3 separate regions of the Gossypium hirsutum genome follow, and all the other regions are linked to region 1. The links are chromatin contacts, called in public Hi-C maps. All regions are on one chromosome and are shown on one strand. Each heading gives the region's core, a stretch centred on a gene start, on an enhancer-like site or on the middle of the called end of the contact. The rest is flanking DNA. Distances are from core to core; before and after follow the strand shown.

Evidence for each region. A called contact is a pair of places that touch in the nucleus more often than the background predicts.
Region 2: a Hi-C map of leaf shows a contact between it and region 1, with 2.4 times the contacts expected there. The contact joins the enhancer-like site here to the promoter of LOC107957351 in region 1. A contact is called at or near these places in 5 of 34 Hi-C or Micro-C datasets (cotyledon, fibers, hypocotyl and 1 more).
Region 3: a contact with region 1 is called in a Hi-C map of anther, with 9 times the contacts expected there. The contact joins the enhancer-like site here to the promoter of LOC107957351 in region 1. A contact is called at or near these places in 17 of 34 Hi-C or Micro-C datasets (anther, callus, cotyledon and 4 more).

What each region holds. Positions count from the first base shown.
Region 1 is chrA05:44,614,725-44,618,074 of Gossypium_hirsutum_v2.1, forward strand. LOC107957351 (probable methyltransferase PMT2) reads right to left here and starts at 1,626. Exons shown (of 7, transcript XM_041112441.1): 1 at 1,273-1,626; 2 at 450-1,111; 3 at 130-340; 4 at 1-4. The coding sequence starts at 1,094.
Region 2 is chrA05:44,447,139-44,450,569 of Gossypium_hirsutum_v2.1, forward strand. No RefSeq gene overlaps it. Among protein-coding and RNA genes, the nearest start is that of LOC107961504, 14 kb to the left of the region's middle. Within about 2 kb of position 1,508, at least 2 of the 9 cell types and tissues checked have an H3K27ac peak or open chromatin away from gene starts, as enhancers often do. A contact at or near this core is called in leaf, where this site is marked.
Region 3 is chrA05:44,419,327-44,422,662 of Gossypium_hirsutum_v2.1, forward strand. LOC107960083 (a long non-coding RNA gene) reads left to right here. Exons shown (of 4, transcript XR_001701090.2): 3 at 1-293; 4 at 379-2,669. Among protein-coding and RNA genes, the nearest start is that of LOC107960083, 2.7 kb to the left of the region's middle. Within about 2 kb of position 1,720, at least 3 of the 9 cell types and tissues checked have an H3K27ac peak or open chromatin away from gene starts, as enhancers often do. A contact at or near this core is called in cotyledon, where this site is marked.

The DNA of each region.
Region 1 (3,350 bases), core at 376-2,875:
CCATCTGCAATTTAGACAAATCCATAATCAGTCATCCATCACTTAACATCTACTACGACAAATCTTCACTAAAACAACACCTCAAAGGACAAATCTCAAAGGAACACTCGGTTTGAGCATATGACTCACCATTTGCTCCCCATGGAATCAAGCAACGAGAACAATGAGCCATATCAAAAGCTCTGGATGGATATGGCATTTTTATGGTCCCAAGAACACCAATAACAGCAGGAACACCTCTTTCAAGGGCAAACTGAACCTGTGCTTCATGTGAATCTCTTGGCGCAAATGACATGGTAAGGACGTTTCTACTCCACAAATATGCCCCCCAACTCGCAACCTATATAAAGGAACCAATTTTTAAGATTTATACACCTAAAACAGATCCTCAAAGCTACAAATCAATAGATCATCTGAAAAACTTTGAAGAACATGACAGTATGACATACCCCACAACCGGTATCAAGTGCAGTCCTTACAGTCCCGTTCGTAATCGGGATCACAGCAGCAAGCTGATCAATATACTTATCCGCACCTTGTGGGAACTGCGTTCCTCCACCAGGGAACCTGAATACATTACCCTCATATTGGATCCAGTTCTGAATAGCCTTCTCTACCGTCAAGGCCTTATAGGGAGCATTAGCATAAGGCACATAGTCCCTACTCTTAGGCCAAGGAAACGGGGTCACGTATCCTTTAGGTGCCGGGACAAGACAATGCAACTTCTCTTCCTCCCTGGGACAATGCCTCTCCCGATAGATCATGTTGTCCCTGGGGAAAGTCATGGCACGCTTTTGATCTTGGCAAGGCGTGTAATCAACGTAACGAGGAGGGCAGGGCTGAAAAGACTTGATCTTTTCGGATTCACCGACGTTCCCCACTTCGCCGGCGTGATGGGTTTCGAAGTTCAACGACGGGATGATGTTACAATCGGCGCCGTGTTTGGTTATCTCTAGAGCTATGCTATCCCCTTTGCCGAAACCACTTCGTTGCCATGCTCCTAATATGTAGAAAAAACAACATAATCCAAAAACGATAAATATCTGCACCCAACTCCTTGTTCTACCATCCGCTGAATTCGGTTTCAGTGCCATTTTTTTAAAATAGTAACCTGCAAAATCATAAGCATCCAATGATGGGGACCAAAGATCAGTGGACTTAAACTAGCTAAGAGCTGATTTGAGTAAAAATTGAAAAAAAAAGAATCTTTAAATCAGAAGGAAAAATATAAACCCATGATGGAAGGAAGGAAAGAAGTGTCAGATGAGTTACCAATCGCATGAATAGATGAAATCAGCGGGTGAAGATCTCAAAGAAAAGAGAATTAAATGATGGAAGGGAGATTTTCAGAGCTTGGAAGGGAAGGAAAGGGAGAGACGTGTCAATAAAACACTGAAAAGTTTTTAAGAAAAAAAAAACCTGCTTTCCTCCAAAAGAAATCTTCGATAATATTAAACTCGAAGAAGAACGATCACCATGAAAACAAGGTTTAAAGAGAAAAGGGTTTTAATTATATAAATAGGGATTGATTGGGATAAAAGAATCCCAAATTTCGACTCTATCTTTTGTCTTTCAATTTGTCGTGAATCCTAGTTTTGGGTTTATAAATACAATCTAAGTCTCCTAATTACAAGAAACACAGAGATCTCGCTTTATTTTTAATCTTCCTTATGTTTTAGTTTAAATATAACCTCAGTCCCTGTATTCTTCAACTTTTTACAATTTAGTCTCTATTATTTCATTTTAAAATATAATCATTATTTGAATTGAAAACCGAAGTCCAATCCATGATATTATTAATAGGTACATATGATATTTAAAAAAAATTTATAAACCAACTAATAGTATTAAAGACATAAAGTGATTAAAGTTCAAAAAATTACAGGGACTGAGAGAACATTTAGACCTTATATTTTGGTGTTATTAAAAAAGACCGGGGTCGATTCGTTCGGTTCGGTTCCGGTGTTAATAAAAACGGTGCGCTAATACGCATTGGGAGAAGAGAGAGCAAAGGGGGACCCACGCGCTAAGAAAGAAAGGTTAGGAATTGATAAGGAAAAAAAGAAAAAAAAGGTGAAGGGGTGGGTCCCATGCCCCCATACGGATCCAGATTTACGTTTAAAGAGGCGGTGATTGATAATCAAGTTGCACATCAACTAATATGGAGCGTAGGATGGGAAATCATAAAATCAAATGGTGGTTAATGTAAATGATCATAAAATATCTGTATCAGACAACTTGTATATTGATACAGAAAGCTATTGAGGTTAAACTGCTTTGATTTGGTTTGTTGAAGGCCTAAGTTCGGACAATGATTTCCTTTTTCTTGTTCTTTTTTTTTTAACACACATAACCGAGTAAAGGTAGCATAAATACAAGGGGTTAGAAGTGTTATTATCCCTTTTAACCAGGACGGCCTAAATCCTGCCTCTCTGTCCCCTTTTTTATCATTTTATTCTCTTTTTTAATACCATGTCGGTGTTTTTACAAAAGAAATATCTAATGGAGGGTTAAATTATTTTATTTATTTTTTATTTTTTAAAATAAATAAAAGTACGTTCTTTTATAAAAAAATATTAATTTAAAAAATAGAATTGTTAAACTTAACAAGTAACGTCGAAAGTTGATAAATATTTTATAGAAATATATTAAAAAGATATTGAAAAATTCATAGTAAAATTTTAAAGCTGATTGTAAAATAAAAAAAATACATTATTTACCAAATATTAACCCTTAAATTAATAGTTTATTATTAAATAACTAATTTTTAATTAATTTCTCAATAGTATTTAATATACATTTGTAATTAACTCAGAATTTCTTAGATTCTAGTTGTAAGATCCAAATAAACAAACATATAAATATATAAAAGTTGAAAAATTAAATATCAACTTCTCTTGGGAAAAAAATAAAAATAATAATGAATTAACTTCCATCCATAACATTAATTAATGTAAAATTGTTTAAAAGATTGTGCTTATCCAAAACATTTGAAAACTCTCTAAAAAAAAACTCACATTATCTTTTTAGAGATAATGAATGAGATATGGAAGAGTAGTTATTAAATCACATAAAACTTTTTTTGAATGAGATATGGATGAGTAGTTACTATCAAACTCTCTCACACCCTATTTAATCTCCCAAAGTTAAAAAATTCCATAAATAATTATCCTAAACATATAAAGTTATTTAATTTTACATTATAAAATTAAGGACCACTAATATATTTAAAATATTTATTTAATAAATAAATATTCTAGCATTCTCCCATTCACCCGAATTTTATAACAATATTCTCAATAGTAGTATTATACATGATATATTTAAGTAGAAGAATAGATTCACACGAA
Region 2 (3,431 bases), core at 258-2,757, 170 kb before region 1:
TGAAGTGTTAATTGGTTAATTTCATGTTTAGGGACTAGATTGTAAAATTTGAACTAAATTGAAAACCTAGAATTGACGACTCTAAGGGACTATCTAGATAGGTGAGATCGAAAGGAGATTCTATTGTGGATCAATTCGATTAAATCAATTTAATCTAGTGAGGCTGAGAGGTAAATTGGATTAAATTGCTTAATTGGGTAAAATGGTGTCCGAGAGGTAAATTAGACTATTTAGGAAAATTAGGCGTTCTAGCTCCCTAAACTAGGAATTCACCATTAACATCGATATTAATTAAACATATTGATTGTCTATTTTTTTAACTTGAGAAATTGGTTTATTTATAATTTAGTCCTTATAATTTAGTCATTAGCTTAATTTCTCTCTTTATGAGTTGTCGTACTATGCTATTTATAGAATAGCTAACTAGACTCTCATGTTTGCATGCTTGGTCGTTGATCAATTTTGTTAGCCTATCTCCTTTAGGTTCGAGCCTTAGGATACTCAATGTTACATTGTAAACATTTATAAATATTACAACTGACCTGTGACACTTGTAGTAAACATCGCACTTCATTTCACTTTATTTTGTTTGTTTGCAAATTTCTCTGCTCGTTTTATGCACACCGAGGCACGATCAAGTTGTTAGTGTCGTTACCAGAGAGATTTTGTGTATGATGATTGCTTGTTGATGATTTTTTATCATGCTTACGTTAGGAAAGCTAATTAGTTAAATTTAGACTTATAGATACAATTCTTATTTTCATTCTTAATTGTTGAAGTTTGTTTGAATTCTTGTCTGTTGTCCATTGGTTTGGTTTTGGGTGTGATAGTTGTGGATATCTAAGATTGCATGTGTGTATAGTGTGTTTTCTTAATATTTAAGTTTACTAAATTAATTAAAAATAAAATTATATAATACTTAATAAAAATATTAATTAGAAGAGTTTTACTTCAATAAGGACAAACTAAAATATCAATTGATATTTTAGTTTAATAAAGAAATTCTATTTTATCAACGTAAATATAAAAATTAAATAATCAATTAAGGAATTTCACTCTAAAAAGGACATTTATGTTAAATTGTTAATAGTAATAAAAGTAATTAATTTTTATTTTAGGATGAATAGATAATTTTAAAAATTATTAAAAGCATAAATGTAATTCACTATTTACAATTTTAGAGTTGATACTGTTAAATATATTGGAGATAAATTTTTTACACTTAATAATCTTCAATGTTTATTAAAAGATGTTTAAATATAAAAATTTCAAATTAATATATGGCTTTCTACATAGCTACTTACTCAAAAATAAAAAATAAAAAAAAATGGTATATACATACTTAATTCAAATTACTCTCATGCAATAAGTTTTTCTTATTGTAAAGATTTAGTCCATTATTAATAGATTCTGGTGGCAAAAGTCTCATGGTAGGCATGGTATTCATTGGTGTATGTGGTCCAAATTATGTGATTGTAAGCTACGTGAGGGATTTGGCTTCAGTTATGTGATTCATGGTATATAGACTATAGTTTTGCAAAAGGAGTTTGGGAGAAACTAGGGAGTATCTTGGCCATCAATTCACATGGACAGTAACATAACTAACTATTTGGCTTTCTTATATAACCACTATAATGTTAAAAAACAAATTGCAGGCAAATCTGGTTGCATGAAGGTATTTCTGAGATAATACAAGAGGAGAGTTAGAATCTCTGGCTACCCAATCGAGCCTTCTATGAAATTAAATGTCCGAACAATCCAAAAAGGAAATTAAGTTAGTAATCAGTACCTATATGATTAATGGAAAGACCATTCTACAAAGTTTGCAAAGTGTCAATTTAAGCATATTCTTATATGAAGCAATGTTGCAGCACATCAACTGGAAAAGGAAGAATTTCGTGGGAAGGGAGCGTTTATTGGATTCAAGAGGTCCTGGAATAGTAGGCCCAAGTCCAAGTCAACAGGAAAATAAATTAAAATTTTAGTCATCAAAATAGAACGAATTATTCAAAAATTTTAAACGCATTGGGTAAACATTTTTTTAAATAAAAAAAAAAGTAAAATTGCGGTCCCTTATGTCCTACTAGAAAGGTTTTCTTTATTTATTTTATGTTTATAAATATTTTAATTTAAATGGACCCAAAGAGTCATTAGTAAAGTGATATAAAAAATTATGTTATTATCAAATCACTTAATCTCGAAATCATATGGTCCAATATTCTTCTTCTTTTTTAGGTTTTTTTAAAGATATAAGTTTAGGATTTGCATTTAAATTTAATTTTTTAATTATATTGATAATAAAATATACAAATAAATATTGTAAAACTTAAATGAAATGTTTGAAAAATGGGTGGGAACTTACGGACTATTAGCATAGACTAGCTCTAATTAAAAAACCCAGCGAGTCAATTTTAGTCTAACCAAATAGGCCGATGCTTCATCATGTTATCAAAACCAAAGCCCTTCTCATGCTAAATGACCCAATCAATGGTTTCGTAATTACTATTTATTTTTACCTTTCAACAGTTTAATCAGTGAGTAGTGACTGACGAAGCTTCAATTTTATTTTATATATATATATATATAAATAAGGTCTCAATTAGATACTAAAATAAAAAAAAATTCAATATGTTACTTATATTTGACCTTAATTTTTAAAAATTATTTTATTAATCAATTTGATCAAACACTAAATTTGATCATAGAATCACGGGGCCAAAATTATCTCAATTTTCCCCTTTTGCATGCACTGAAATCAATATCCAAACATGAGGAATTGTATTATCTTTTAATTTAACTAAATGATTAACATAGAAATTCAAGTTATTAAGTTGCTTATAATGTAGTTATACTATACCATGTTGGCCCTAGTTTTGATTACCATATCCATCATCATGTCTAAACATCTTTCTTGACCAATAACAAAAATCACATTAACTACTACAAAACTAGTGATTACCATCTCTTCAATTAAGATTACTTTTTCCATCCTCAAGAAAACTTCAACCTTTGCTCTTTTATATTGTATCAACAATGATTACTATTGTTAGTGTAGTTATGTGATATTGTATGAATACAACTATTGGACTAACTTCAAAGCTTCCCATGAGGACACCTATATATGGCTTCATGAAAAAAATTTACAAGGCTAGGCAAAGTGATCATAGTGGGAATTGGCAAAGGCAGGCAGCTACGGCTACCATTCATTATTTCCATTTCACAGCAATTGATAATATCAAACCCTAAAAAATCAGATACATGCATTGTATTGGGTAAGCATTAATTTCATTCATGTACTTGGCATGCCCTAATTACTGCTTGCTATTACTTTGTTAGGCTATAACATTTCAAGGCTCAAGTACCTTTTCAATTATATTTTTCACATTAAATGGCATAGATGCATTCATTGTGATTTGTGAAATAAATGAAGT
Region 3 (3,336 bases), core at 470-2,969, 200 kb before region 1:
ATCTTGGGCAATTTGTAGATCCAGCCAATCTTCTCTAGTGCAGGTTGTTGAAGGTAGGCAAAAAATTACATGAAATTCTCCAACTTGTAATTTTTACTTTTGAGGGTAGATCTAAGTTCCAAAGCCGCTTCTAAAACTGTTTGTAATTTGTCAGCATAGGATTATGTACATAGTTTATGACCACTACGAATTGAGTATTCCCCGTAGCCTCCCCAGGCTAGATAATGTGGTCTTCGTGCGATTTCATCAATAGAGGAATGCACAAAATTCTTCCAGCATTTACCTCTGTAAAGGTATTTTCAATCAAATCAGTTTTCCATCTTATTGTTCTTGAATCAATAAGATCTACTACTTTGTTCAAACTCGACTTGTTTCCAGTATACTGCACTTTGGATTCTCCACTTCCAGGAACCCAAGCATCCTTCCAAATTGAGACTTTCATTCCATCTTCAATCCGTCAGCCTAACCCAATCTGAAAGAGCCCTTTTGCAGCCCACAGACTTTCTAGGTAAAAGAAGGTAGATTACCTAAACTGGAATTCAAAAAATTTGTATCTTTAAAATATTTGGCATTTAACGTGCGCACCAATAACGAATTAGGATTACATATCAAACGCCAACCCTGCTTGGCTAATAACGCCACATTAAATTTCGATCGACTTCTAAACCTATGTCACCGTATTCCTTAATAGCACACAAAGTCCTCCAATCCCACCAATGTATCTCCCGCTTCCCTTGACTTTTTTGCCACAAATTCCCTATGATATTCTCCAGTATCACACAGAGGGATTTTGGCATTATAAAACAAAGCATCGTATATGTGCACAACTTTGATAGACATCTCATTTCCTCTTTGTGAAAGATGCTTGTTATTCAAGCTGTTTATCTTCTGCTTCAATCTATTTTTCAAACCTTGAAACACCACCCTCCTTCCTCTACATACCATATTTAGTAATCCCAAGTACTTTTCTAGATCTGTAGAGCAATGAACATTAAGTACTTGAGGTGCCATATCTTTATCCTGGCCAGTTACATTAGCGCGCTAAAGAAAGTAATGGATTTTTCAAAATTAACACACTGACCCGAGCAGACTTCAAATTCACAAAGAATATTTTTTATTACATTAACCCTCCTCTCCGTGACCTCTCTAAAAAGTATACAATCATCCACAAACATAAGATGAGTACTTGGAGCGGCATTTTGACAAACTCTTGCTCCTGCTATTTGCCCTTCTTGCCCTGCTAATCTCATAAGAGCCGATAAACCCTCCCCTCACAATAAGAATAGATAAGGGCTTAAGGGATCCACTTGTCTCAGCCCTCTAGACGGTTTAAAGCTTACCCTTCATTATTAATCATGATAGAATACGACACCGTACGAATGCAATGGAGGACAAAATCAATAAAAGGACATGCAAAGCCCATTTTCAACATCATACCTTTAAGGAAAGGCCATTTAACTCCATCATAAGCTTTGCTCATGTCTAGTTTTAAAGCCATAAAACAATTTCTTCATGTTCTTTTGTTTTTGTATGCATAAAGCACCTCATACGCAAGTAGCACATTATTAGTGATAAGTTGACCCGACACAAAAGTGCTCTTCTAAGAATCATCAACTCAAAAGTCCATAACCTTTTGTAGGCGATTAGCAACAGTCTGAGCAATAATCTTATAAATCACCGTACATAGACTCATAGGGCAAAAGTTTTTTTGATTAAAAGGATGAGAAATCTTTGGTATTAAAACTATACTAGTTTTATTTAGATCTTCCAAAGAATTTCCATTATTTAGAATATTCAAATAGAAAGAGCTAGTATTTTTACCAACAATTTGCCAGAATTTCTGGTAGAAAAGTGCTGGAATGCTGTTTGTCCCCGAAGCTTTTGTTGATACCCCAGGCAGCACATGTTCAAGATTTCCAACCCCTTTCGTCTCAAACAATTTTTAAAATAGTTTCGAGCAATATCTTCCATCTCATGAAGATCAAAGGTCAGTGTATCGTCTTCCCTTTATAGACCCCCTATTTGATTCATGCGCCATCTCTAAGATTCATGATTATGGAAAAATGAAGTATTTGTTCTCCCATTTTCAGCCAATTCACTTTAGCTTCCAATACCTTTCTTCCTTTTCCATCTCCATTTTTAAATGTAATTTCACATCCACAACTCAGCCAAAATTTCGTCCGATCTGTCATAGTCATCCAATTCTTCTAATCTTTTCATTAACTACTTCACTTCCTGTCTTTTTTTTTCCTACCCAAGTTTGTATTCCAACAGTGAGAGCCACAATTTTATCCATAAAACCACCTGAACTCTCTTCCCATCATCTTATGATTTCTCCCTAATGTCTCTTTTAAAGTCTGCCAAGCTTCAAAATAAAACCTACTCTTTCTTCTTCTCAACCCCTCATACTCCATTTGGATTAGTAGACAATGATCTAAGAATGAGTAAGATAAATGTCTTAGCGAACATTCTGGGAAGAGTTGTAACCATTCTGAAGTTGCTACCTCTCTATCAATTCTTTCCTTAATTCTCCTTTCTATCACATTCCCCCTCTCTCACGTAAACCATGGACCCGAATAACCTATATCCCCCAATTGGCAGTCTTCTAAAGTTCGTACGAAATTCCTCCATTCTATCTTCCTCTCTTAGTAATCCTCCTTATTTTTCATGCACGTAGAGGATATCATTGAATTTTCCTCTAACTAGCCATGGTAAATCACTATTCCTACCCAATGTCCGAAGTAGGTTCTACGTTTCAACCTTTTCTCTCACATCTGGTGCCCCATAAAAGCCTATAAACCTCCATCATGTATTTTCCTTATTCTCCTGAATTTCAACATCAATGTAGTTCCTCAATAAGCTCCTAAGAGTAACTAACTATCTTCCATTCCATCCAAAACTCAACCCTCTGTAAGTAGCATCAGCAGGAACATCAACACCATTAAAAATTCCACAACGCCTTCTAATTTTCTCTATAAAGAAGACAATTTGGAGATTATAAATATTTAGTATATGCTGAAGTCTACGTACTGCATGCGCACTCCCCAACCTGCGGATATTCCAACATAAGATCTTCATTTTGTCCGCCGATTACTGTTGATTATGGGCAATATGCCCATCATTGATCACTAGCGAATCTTGATTCCTAGAAACGTTAGAGATAAAAAAATCAAAACGTTGTCACTTATTTCCCTCAACATTTTTAATTGGGTTATCATCCAAATCACGCTCCATAATCACCAGGCTTGACATATTAGAGGATCCCACCCCAATCAAATTTTTTTAATTGCAGATCCCTTCAAATTAAATCCCAATATAGGATTGACATTAGACCAT